2 separate regions of the Anas platyrhynchos genome follow, and region 2 is linked to region 1. A link is a contact called in public Hi-C data. All regions are on one chromosome and are shown on one strand. Each heading gives the region's core, a stretch centred on a gene start, on an enhancer-like site or on the middle of the called end of the contact. The rest is flanking DNA. Distances are from core to core; before and after follow the strand shown. Region 1 holds the start of TMEM164 (transmembrane protein 164). Region 2 overlaps TMEM164 (transmembrane protein 164).

Region 1 (5,807 bases), core at 1,978-4,477:
TTTCCCTTCCATTCACATGGCCTCTTTACTTCCCATCTTAGGTAGGCAATTTTCATTTAATTCCTTGCACCTGTGTCTGTAAGAGTGGGAATTCACATATGACACACTTCTTACTTTCTAGATCAAGCACATAAAACAACATTAATGCTAATTTGTAAGCTGAGGGAACAAAGCAAAGCTTTCTCTCCTGTGCACAGTCAGCCTTGCAAGACTGCATTGCTCATGGCTGGCCAAGAAATGCCTAATGAATGTGGGAGAAGAAAAGATTAAATGGAAGAGGGTAAATCAGGAGTTTTTTGGTGCAGTCCCGACTACCACAGACTTATTATATGAACTTTAACAGGACATAATTGATTTATTCTTCAGGTTTCTTTCATGAAACAGGAACAAAGCCCCTGGGACCAGGCCAGAGCTAAAACAGAACTCCTGGGATGTGTGTGCTCCAGGTGGTTAAGGACCATGGGTATACCCGAGGCCCTGTCATTCCTTCATGGATTGACATTAGATTTCACTGCTTTGATAATTTTAAGAAGTCACGGACAGAAAAACAAATCAAACATTAGATACAAGAACAAGCCTCAGGCTCTTGTGCAAACAGTTTAGTCACAGGAATTTATTGCTTTTAGGGAACCATTTCTATTGACACATGAGATATATATGTTTACAATGGATCTTAGAGAGAGCATAAATTACTTAGTGAAAGGAAGAGAAGAAATGGTTAACAAACAGAAAAGAGCAACGGCTCAGTGCTCTGTCAATACTACTCAATTCTTACAGAATTCAGAGTGCTTTTGAAAGAAGCTGAAACCAAAACACTGAGAATGAAGAGAACACAGAGAGCTGTGTGTAAACCACCCAGCAGATTAGGAACTGAGAACCCAAATCTCTTGCATTTGTAGTGGACCACAATCCAACCATGAATTAACAATTCATGTGATGTTGCTAAAAAGTATCAGTTATACCAAGGTATCCTTTTTACACCAACTATGCTCCTTTTTAGTAAGTGGATAGGTTGTTAGACATTGGAACAGGCTGCCCAGGGAAGTGGTGGAGTCACCATCCCTGGAAGTCTTTAAAAGACATTTAGATGTAGAGCTTAGGGCTATGGTTTAGTGGGAACTGTTAGCGTTAGGTCAGAGGTTGGACTCGATGATCTTGAGGTCTCTTCCAACCTAGAAATTCTGTGATTCTGTGATTCTGTGATAATCACAGAAAAACAGGTCACCCATCACCGTAACCCAAAGTAGGATAAAATGGAGAAGGGAGGTGCTCCAGGTTCCAGCTGTTTCTGGGATTAGAGTTGTAATGTTAACCAGTTTCCTTACACAGTCAAGCAGAAGAGCTTATGCTAGCATAAGAGAGTGAAAATGAATAGCATGGGGAAGGGAAAGGCAGCGGTTCACAGTAGCTGGCTTATATGAATATTATTACTGAACTATGACACATCTCATTCTTACTGGATTTCTTTGTTGTTGTTGTTTTAAAAAAAAAAATGTTTCTGAGTTATCAAGAATATTTTGAAATTGATTTCTCTTCCCCTCAGCTTTGAGTCACCTGCGAAATTGATGAGTATGTTCTCTATTTCTTTACCTGCATTGTTAATAAAAATACCAAGCAGAACCTGACTGAGGACACATGCTGGGAACCCACCAATGTATCTTTCCTTTCAACAATGAACCATTGCTTTCTATCCTGCCAGTTTTGTATAGACCTTTTAATACAGTTCTCCAGGTAATATTTTGCAAGTGCCTTGCTGACTACATATTTTAACTGAAAACAAAACTAATGTTTCAGCATATTCAGGTAGAAGTAATCCATACAGGGGCAGACTCATCTTGCAAACATTTTATAAAAAAAATAGCTTTATGCTTGTTATAAAACATAGGCTATTTTGGCCCTGCTGTTAAATTTTCACTTATTCAATTTTGAAAGAGACTATACTAGTCCCTTGCAGTTTCACTTTCTTGTTCTAATAGGTTCCTCATTAACTCAAAGCTAAGATTAAGATCTAAGCTATTCTGTAAGAGCTTTTTCTAGGATTTTAACACAGTGATACTACTGACCTCACCTAAATTATGGTAAATGAACTGGGAAATCAATAACTGCATGGATCAGTCCAGAACACTTGCATATGTTTCATCTAGTTCTTATTTACTGTGATTATAATTTGTTTTCTTTCATTATTTTATGTCTTTAATAGAGTACACATAATATAAACACATAGAGAATGTATTATGTATTAGATACATACTTATATTCTTTCCCCCCCAAATATCGCAACCTTTATTACAATTTCTGTTCAACAGTTGAAGCAGCTCAGCACTAACATCACTAGCTTGGCAGTTTTTTCTTCCCCTATTAGTAAAATACAGGAATACTGCTTGTAAAGATAAGCACAGAGTATTTTCTCTCCTGGAGTCTACCAATTGGATTGTCTGCTCATGCACAACCTGGCACAGGTCCATCTCCCCAGCCCTGTGCCATAGGACAGCCACTCTTGCTACAATTGCAGACAGCTTTGTAACTTGCCTCTGAGTTTCATTCTGTCTGTCACCTTGCAGTGCCTGTGGTCTGTTTCTGGGATTCCTCATTTCCTGAACTCCTTTTTTGTAAAGTGAAGAAGGCCTGTACTTAGGATACCAATACATAGTCAGGAATTATTAGATTCTGTTCACCAGGAAATGAATCTTATGCAGTCACACTACCAGTTCTTTTCCTCAGAACTGGGCGCGTGCAAGAGACTTAGATAGGTGACTAAGCCAAAAAGGATGAGCACAGCATAAATCTGTTTTGATGGGCTGGCGGTGACAGGTCCACAGCCGAGCTTTTAGTTTCAAACTGGTCTGAGCTGGTGTGGTAGTCTTGAGCTGCCAGCAGCTCCCAGAACACACAGGGACAGGAGATGCTCTTGCCCTCAGCATCTGTGCTGATGGAAAAGCTAGAGAGTGCCTGCAAACAGCACGGCAGCGCTGGGGCATTCCTGTGGGCTTCTGGGGCCTCTGGTGCTGGTTGGCACTGGGAGGCACTGGGGGGGGTCTTGGAGGCACAAGGAGGGGTCTGGGGGAGGTAGCCGTGTGGGGAGCAGCAGGGAACCAGGATTACTGAGATAGGGAATGGAGAAAATGCATCGATAACAGAGCAGCGCTAATGGGTTTTCCTGCTCTCAACCACCACTTCCTTCACTTGCGAATTTCACTTTCACATCACCATGTTCCGATAATGAAATTTTGGCAAGAACTCGGATCATTTGCCTACTCGCCAGGCAAATCGCAGCCGGGGCCCGCCCTGCACGTAGTTCTCTGCAGCCGCTTCAAAACCTGCGGCGGGGCAGCGTGGGCAGCCCTCAGAACAGCCTCGGCCAGCGGTCCTGCCACAGCCCCCGGGCCCACAAAGGGCTGGAGGCCGGGCCGGGCGGGCTGAGGAGGAGGAGGAGGAGGAGGAGGAAGAAGAGGAGGAGGAGGAACAGAGGAGCCGGAACAGAGGAGCCACCCGCGTGGCTCGTCCATTTTTCGGGGCGCCTCGGGCACGTTGCGTGTGTATGTGGCGGGGAGGGAGGGAGGGGATGCTGCGGCGCTGGGGAGGGCGGCGGCAGGGAGGCTCGCCCCGCCGCCGCTGAGGGGAGCGCTTCCTCCTTCCCGGCCCCGCGGAACGGGGGAGCTGGGCCCGCCTCTTGCGGGCCGAGCTGGGTAACGGAGCCGCCGCCGGGCTCTGAAGCGCCGGGCTCTGAGGTACGGGGCTGCGAGGCACCGGGGCCGCCCCTTCAGGGCGGCGCTGGGCGGGAAGGGCCGCGAGCGGCGGCCGCTGGGGCTGCGGCGCCTGAGGCGAGCGGGCGGGGAGGCGGCGGGCGGCGGCCTGAGGAGAGCCGGGGGCCCGCGGCTCCCCCCCCCCTCCCCGGGTTTCGCCGCCTCCCGTGAGTGCCACCTCTCTTCGTAGGCTGCCGGCGGAGAAAGGAAAGGCTCGGGCAGGAAGGCGGGACGTCCTCGCGTTTCATGTTCCGTCAGCCCGACAGCATTTCGGCTTTGATTCCGACTTGCTCCTACCTGCGCCCGGGCAGTGACGGGGAGGAGAGCGGGCGCCGGCCCACCATGTCCCGGTACAGCCTGCACAACCTCCTGGACTGGATGTACGGGGGCGTGGACCCCAGCTTCGCCGGCAACGGAGGGCCGGAGTGCGCGGCCTTCCTCTCAGGGCAGCAGCGCTTTGTGGAGAGCCTCGTCTTCCTCAGCGTGGGCGCCGCGGAGATCCTGCTGTCCCTGTGGAAGCTGAGGCAGCTGCACTGCAAGGAGCTGGAGGCTCAGCTGCTGCAGCAGCCCCGGGCGAAGCAGGAGAGCTTGGGCAAGAACCTGCTGCTGGTGGCCCTCTGTCTCATCTTCGGGCTGGAGGTGGGCTTCAAGTTTGCCACCAGGACCGTCATTTACCTGCTGAATCCCTGCCATGTGGTCACCGTGATGCAGGTAACGCTTGTGCACCGGGCAGTCTGCCTCAGTTTTTTTGTGCTCACAAAGCAGCGTTTTTTTCAGCTTGTGGACCGAAAGTCCACAAAGGTACAAATGACAATAATTGGTGTAAACGCTTTAGAACTTTGCATTTAATTGGCTGAACTGAAATCTGTGGAAAAAACAAAGTCAAACAAAAAGGTGAAATTGTAGCTAGTTTAATGCCTACTTCTGTGGTTGAAAAGGCTTTCTCACCTTCACCTTGCCCTTGTTTCAAGAACAGAAAAAGCTGTTTCCACTGACTGCAGTGGGAAAACTAGCACCAAATGTAATAAAAACAAGATTATTGCAAAAGGGCCCATGTAATTCACAAACAGCTGCTTCTGGCAAGTGATATTCAGGGGTGTGAATGTATTTTGTGAAGTTGTTAAAGAAGCAAAGTGCTTTTTATTTTATGCTGGTAATTTTGGTTTGCCTTTATTTTAAAAGCTGCATAGTAAGGAACCAACACCTTATGTATGGGTGAATGAACTGAGCCGGCTTCATATCTGTGGATAAACCATGTACTTTAGCAACTTGTGGCATAGTTGGTGATGCGTGATAATACACAGCTTGTGTAGCTGTGAAAATAATGGAAACGTTCATAAACAGTTACTGAGCTGTGGTATCTAAATCTTACAAATTGTATTTGTCAGTAGTTCAGCGTATGTACTTAGCTCACTGAGGTTAAGGAGTGTGGGATGTCAAAAATAATAATTTTGTTTAATTTTGCTAACACACTACCATCAACACGGGACAACTTACAAAATTTAAGCTCAACAACTCACAGGAGACAGACAAACTTCTATCATGGCAGCTTTTGTGAAAGATTTTTGACAAACAGCAATAACAAATGAAAATCAGACCAATACCATTCTTAGTCTCCCTTTGCAGAAGGCTAACTGCTAGTACCAGAGGTCTGAGGGAGATAGGTGTTGTTTTAAGAGGGGGGAAAAAAAAAGGCTTTTACAGCACTTTTCAGGACATCTACAACAATTAAGTTACTGTTCCAGACCTTAATTAGGAAGTTATGTAGATTCCTAAGCTGTGATGCAATGTTAGGTCAGTATTTTACACCAGTAGAAATGCTTTCCATAAAGTGGTAACAATGGCTGTGCAATCAATTAGTCAGTATTGGTAAGGAGGGGGAAAGCAGAAGGTATGCAAGAGCTGTAGAAATAATTATGAAAGAAACCATTATGGCCTCATTCCATTGCTCTGTAACGCTATTTACTGGACATTTTTCCTATTAATCCTCTGTGAAGACGGTGAGGATAGGTTACCTTTATGATTTGAATGCTTGGTTGCCTTGATGTGGTATTATAATGTTGT
Region 2 (5,807 bases), core at 2,406-4,905, 35 kb after region 1:
CATTTTATGATGTATACTTGTTCTGCTTTAAAGTTTGGCCTTGGATGTCACTTGTGGTCTCCCATTTATATTTCTACTTTTTTAATTAAAGGTTCTCTCTTTTTTCAGTGCCTGTTACCTGGGGACTGAGAGGATTGCGTTTGTAGTTTGGAGGGCTTTGTGTTGTACAGTTCTCACCCTCGTGTAGTTTCCTAAATTTTTGCCCTTTATTGATTTATAGGTATTTGCTGCCATCTAATGTTGACATGGTAGCAGTGAAATTTCTAAGAGGACTTTGGCTAAATATTTTGGCTGAGATAGCCTCAGACTGTGTAACTAATAACTCCTCAGTTTCCTACTGCATTTGTCTCTTGGTTGCCTGTCTGACTGTGGTGACTCTTTAGTAAAATACCCATGTAATTTTGTACTAATTACAGCTAATGCCACATGAGATTAAATATATGATTTTTGATGTAACAATTACTGAGCCTAAAAACATTTGTTAGCATTTCATCATTTAACTGGCACCTTTGTTTCAAAGTGCTTTGAGTAGGTCATACCCTTTAACCTAGCTGTGTCCTGGGCAGATTGCTTTATTACTGACATGTATCATTATGCTGGTTTATTTCTATATTTTAAATAGAAATTTCTGTTGGCAAATCTATAGATTATAGCTGGGAGAAGTAACTGAAGCGTAGTAAAAATGGAAAAACGAAGTGAATAGATTGCATGTGAAAAATGATCCCTCTCCAGCTTTATTGGGAACCTACTGATATTACTGCTTGCCCTAAAATGACCTCTGTCCCAGCATTAACATTCCTCTAAGGAGGGTTGAGCAGAACACCTGGAGCGGAGATGATGTGAGGCTCAGTCTATACAGAATGATGTTGGCATGCTTATTGAGCACCTTACAGTCACGCACCCAGGCTCAGTTAACTCTTAAAGTGTTTCCTTCTGGACAGGAAACTGGGGGACAGTAAGTGAGGGCTGTAATCCTTTATTTTCTCTCTCTCCCTGTTGTTCATTACAGCAGTGGAAACAGGTCATGTTGCACTGGCAGCATCACCTTCCTGCCTCACCCCTGTCAGTGTGGGGGCTTCACTAACGGCAGGATCAAATTGAAGGCTGAGTTCGAACATTTCTCATCAGTGCTGCGCAGTGAGCTCACTGAGAGCTCCGTGCTCGAGGTGTATTCCCCTTTAGGGATTAACACATCTTTCTCTCTTCTTCCTTCTCCCTGCCCTCTGTACTGATTGAATACAAATTGCATTACTTCCCCTTCTAACATATTTCCGTTCCAAGTGCACACATGTATGCATACACACACATGCCAGTTGAGACAGAATAAATGATATAGCTCGTATCTCTCTGACCTGCAATAAGAGGCACTCATGCAGAACGGAGGTAGTTCAGATAGAGCAGTTCAACAGAGAAGCCAAACTCAAGGCAGGTCATGCATGAAACAGACCTGCAATTCTCAGCTTTCTTGCTGGATGAATCTTACCTTGTAACATGTGTGAACCCTGCCAAATATTGTTCTGTGCCTCTGGCAGGACACAACATTCCTGAAACAGCTGAATAGGTTGAAGCGGAGCAATAGAATGGATGTAGAATTGTGGATATACTCACTGTTTCCTCTAGTCATCAGGAGGTGAGATTCTCATTTCCGTGTGGAAGAAGGTGTGCATGCTTTTGTAGCTCCTGAGTTGGGTTATAGCGGGATCAGATGAGTGCTGGGACTAGCAAAAGGGAGGTGCAAGAAAGGAATTATCAGGGTGGAGGGAAGAAGACGGGAACCACAGCAGCATGACTTGAGACCAGGGAACCAACCCCTTCATTGAAAAGTCCTCAAATCGCTTTCATCTACAGTTACAACTAAGCTTGTCTTCTAAAGCATATGAGTGTACTCGGGTGAGTCTGTTTTTTGCTACTGGGATACAGACAGCTGGCAGAAGGCTCAGGGAGATGGCAGCTGAGGAAGTGTAATGTCTCAAACTGTCAAAGCTATTTCAACAGTGCATTAACCTGACCTTCTAAGATCAAAGTATTAGACACCTTCAGTGCTTTTTGGAGGACTTGGTTTTGCCAGCTCATAACATGATGAAAAAAACCTACTTTGTGCTCCATCAGCCTCAGAGGTCTCTCAGTTTTTGACCGTCTTGGTCCGTAAGCTAGTTTGGTCAGCTTTTGGATGGATTTGACAAGATTAGATGTGCACCTGATTTCAGAGTTTCAGATAGTTTTGAAGTTTGATCAAAGTGGAATTGCTGTTTCCTGGGGACTGTGAGCATTGGTCACTCCACAGAAGTTTGGAATAAGGGTTGATTTGTAGGGGCTTCCTAACAGCAGAGTTGAGATCATCCTTCATGTGTTTTGAGATCCCCAGTGTTATTTAGTAGACTTTACAGTAACTTAGTGAAGTAGGCAAGGATGTTGGTGTCGGGTATTTTTAGGGTTTTGTCACTTTAAGGAGCAATTTGATCTATGGATCTGAAGATCTAGTGTGGTTAATTAGAGCCCTTTATGTTGGTGTCAATTATAACGTGATTTGACACTTTCACCTGCAGGGGGAGATGGTCACTAGCATCCGTTCTGTTAAAATGGCCGGGCAAATTCTCAAAATTCACAGTTGAAACGTAGGTCATCCACTCTGTGGAGAGAGTAAATTAATTTGGTGGTATTTTAGGGAAGGGAAAAAAAAACACAACACCTTTTTGGAGCAAACTCTGGACAGCCATGTAGGCTGGCCCCATCTCCTTTTGAGAGCTGAGCACAGAGGGACAGACATACTGATCCTCAGTACTTCAGTAGGGAAGTTGTTTGCTGGGAGCAGAGTGAGAATAGCTTATAAGGCAATTCTGTATCATCATGAGCAGTAAAGAAACCATCTCTCTGGCTCAGGTCACGAAGCCTTTTTCTTTTTTGATCTAATTGTCTTCAAAGGTGGCATCAGAACAGATTAATTTCTGTAGCACTGTGAGAAAGCCCATAGAAGTTGACGAACCTCCCCCTGCAACAAAGCACACCATCGTCACCCTTCGGAAGGCAGACAGAAGCTGCTCTGGCTAGCCAGCTTCCTTAAGGGCAGGCGGTGGTTTTTACCTAACAAGAAGCCGGGCTCAGTTATGAGATGTAGAACATAGGTAGCAAGTACAGATGGAAGGATCATTTTTTCTGTAGCTGTAAACTAGGGAGGTAGAATTAAAGCAATTAGGGAATTAAACTTTTGCTTTTTCTCTGGCTGCTGGGAATTATATACCTTAGCAATCCAGGAAGAATTGGCCATATATTTGAATATAGTTAGATAGTTACAAACCACGTTTATCTCCCTCTCAGTGAAATACTTTATAATAAGGGTTTCATTTCTTCCACTGAAACTCTTAACTGCTTAGAGAGCTGTTGACTCTTGTGCACTGTGTAAGGTTCACTCTCATCCGATTATGTTCCTGCTCTCCTGCTGACAGCTTCCATGTTACTGTTCCAGCTTTTCTCTGCCTCCCGGATCCCACGTGTTAGATATAAGTGACTGGTCCGCTGCCCAGCAGTGCTGAGAGCTGGCACTTGGAGCAGCAGGGCAGCTGTGGCACTTGGCAGCTGGAGCTGTGTGCTGGGCTGCAGGCTCTTCTGCAGCTCGAGCATTTCAAGCTGGTCTTGTTCGAAGATTTAAGAGAGCTGGAGAGGAAGAGGAGGAGACAGTGTCTGTGACGTGACCCACTGAGCTTCATGCACTGGGCAGTTCCTACTGTGAAACACTTGAGCTAAAAAAGGATGTTCTGACTGGGCCCAAGGTCTGTTAAAGACTTCCCTCTACATGCAAGAGACTGAGAAGTTGAGCAATTTTATTTTATTTTATTTTTACCAGTATATGGAAGAATGACTAACAATGTGAAGGAAAAGGAAGAGCCTTCTTTATGGACTATCAAAAGTCGCTCCTGACAGGAGCAAGTAATACAAGATCTCCTGTCCAAGGTGATTTTGACAAGAGTAGCTGACGGTTGGGGAATAAAAATCTCCTGGTATAAGGTTGTGTTTTGAAATCTGCCCATAAATTCAGAACAACTGTAGGGGAAATTGCAGATTTCAGGTGATAACTAGCTCATCCTCTGGAGAACAGTTTTTCTGTTCTCCCCCTGGAAAGGAAGTTCGTTCTTTAGGCTAGCTCAATAGATCAAAATACACTATTGAAATTAACCCCTTGATTAAGGGAAATAAAACGGAATTAAGTTTGCCCTCGCCTTTTTACAGCTTGAAAATGAAGGAATTGCAACAGTTGCTCAGAGTTCTGGATCAAGTATGTATAGCTCTAGTTAGGAGACTACAAAAGGAGAATGTTTGGGGCCGGAAAACTGAAACATCTCTATTAAATATAGTAGCAAATAAAGCAAGACATTAATTAGGAAAGAGGGATTATTTTTAAACCCTATCAAATTAAAAAAATATACTGTATTTAGGTTCTAATTCTCCTATTCAAGCAGGAATAACTGTACTGCATTCTGTTTTCCTTTCTAGTAAATTGCATTCAAATTTTTACGATCCTATTATTTGATAACTTTAAATAAATATCAGTAATTCCTAAGACACTAGACATTTATAACACTGCAACTAACACAAGACTTTGCAGGGGAAGATGGAAACCAATATAAAATAAATTGAGTCTCTGTGTTGATCTTTAGATTATTCAAGCCACACTTCCATTTTGTAAATGGCAAAATTAACTGCATAGCTTGTTCAAGGTCACGCAACTCCTTGCTGCAGAAGCCGATGAAGAATCCCAAGGCCCTCAACCTATATGAAGTCCTTCCTATCAGTGCTACTGAAATAATGAAGTTTAATCTAAACTGAAAGATGCACTGCCATGCTATTTCAACACAGGAACAAACATACAGCCTACTTGGATGACCCTGATTTGAAACAGTCTCAACTGTCTGGGGCATGAGCGTTTCCGAGAATGAGATTAGTGCCAGACTGGCAGCTGGATTAAATTTTTGAAAGTGCTTAACGTATAAGAACTGCCTGTGATCCTTTGTGGATAGAGAGATAGTGAAACTCACTGCCACATATTGAAATTGATTTCTCGTGTAAGCAGCAAATAGCTTTTGCCAAAGACAACACAGGCCATTCAAACAGCCACTCAGCTGGATCTCAATTTTCCTGTTTGTATGTTTTCATTAGCAGACTGTGTACTATAGAAAATAGATCACACTGCTCTGTTAAGCAGGCATCTGTTAAATAGCAGGACAGTACAGTAATAAAATCTATAGTGATTATTTACTCAGTGACAAATGTACAGAAAATATCCCAGGTATTAATTTAAAATTAGTTCCCCCAAATGCATGTGGGAATCCAAAGCTCTCTGAAATGCTTTTCTGTGGAGGTCATTGTTTCCTTTTTGTCCCTTGATGTCCAGATAAAGATACTGCTGAAAATCACACTATCGTTCTCAGGATTGCAAAGTCTAGCAAGGAGGAAATTTTCTCTTATATAGCAAGATTGAGAGTCTGTAGTGGGTGAGAGTCACCATGTTTTTCTCCTTTTAAGTCTTGGAACAAAGAGAGGATGTAGCAGTGTGAAATTCACAGCTGTAGGAACCTGAACAGTTCTCCTAAGTGACTTCTGAAACATGATTCCTTCACTAGATTGGAGCTGGCCACAAGAAGCTGCGTTTCAAAGCCAAACTATGTCACTGATCCATTTTGTAATCTTGTGCAATTTTACTTAAAAGACTAATACTTGGGTCTTTTAATGACTGTATTCTCCCACCAATCCTGTTTCATAGTTAGGCTCACTTGTCTATTTCAGTGTTTACACACTGCACTGTAGGTCTCCCA

What was found. Hi-C and Micro-C count contacts between places; a contact is called where the count stands out from the background.
Region 2: a contact with region 1 is called in a Hi-C map of subcutaneous adipose tissue, with 2.7 times the contacts expected there. The contact joins the enhancer-like site here to the promoter of TMEM164 in region 1. A contact is called at or near these places in 5 of 8 Hi-C or Micro-C datasets (F1 follicle, liver, skeletal muscle and 1 more).

The regions. Positions count from the first base shown.
Region 1 is chr10:5,616,516-5,622,322 of IASCAAS_PekinDuck_T2T, forward strand. TMEM164 (transmembrane protein 164) reads left to right here and starts at 3,228. Exons shown (of 7, transcript XM_027465421.3): 1 at 3,228-3,536; 2 at 3,934-4,454. The coding sequence starts at 3,990.
Region 2 is chr10:5,651,061-5,656,867 of IASCAAS_PekinDuck_T2T, forward strand. The region is part of intron 5 of TMEM164 (transmembrane protein 164); the gene reads left to right. Among named protein-coding and RNA genes, the nearest start is that of TMEM164, 34 kb to the left of the region's middle. Within about 2 kb of position 3,656, at least 3 of the 8 cell types and tissues checked have an H3K27ac peak or open chromatin away from gene starts, as enhancers often do. A contact at or near this core is called in F1 follicle and subcutaneous adipose tissue, where this site is marked.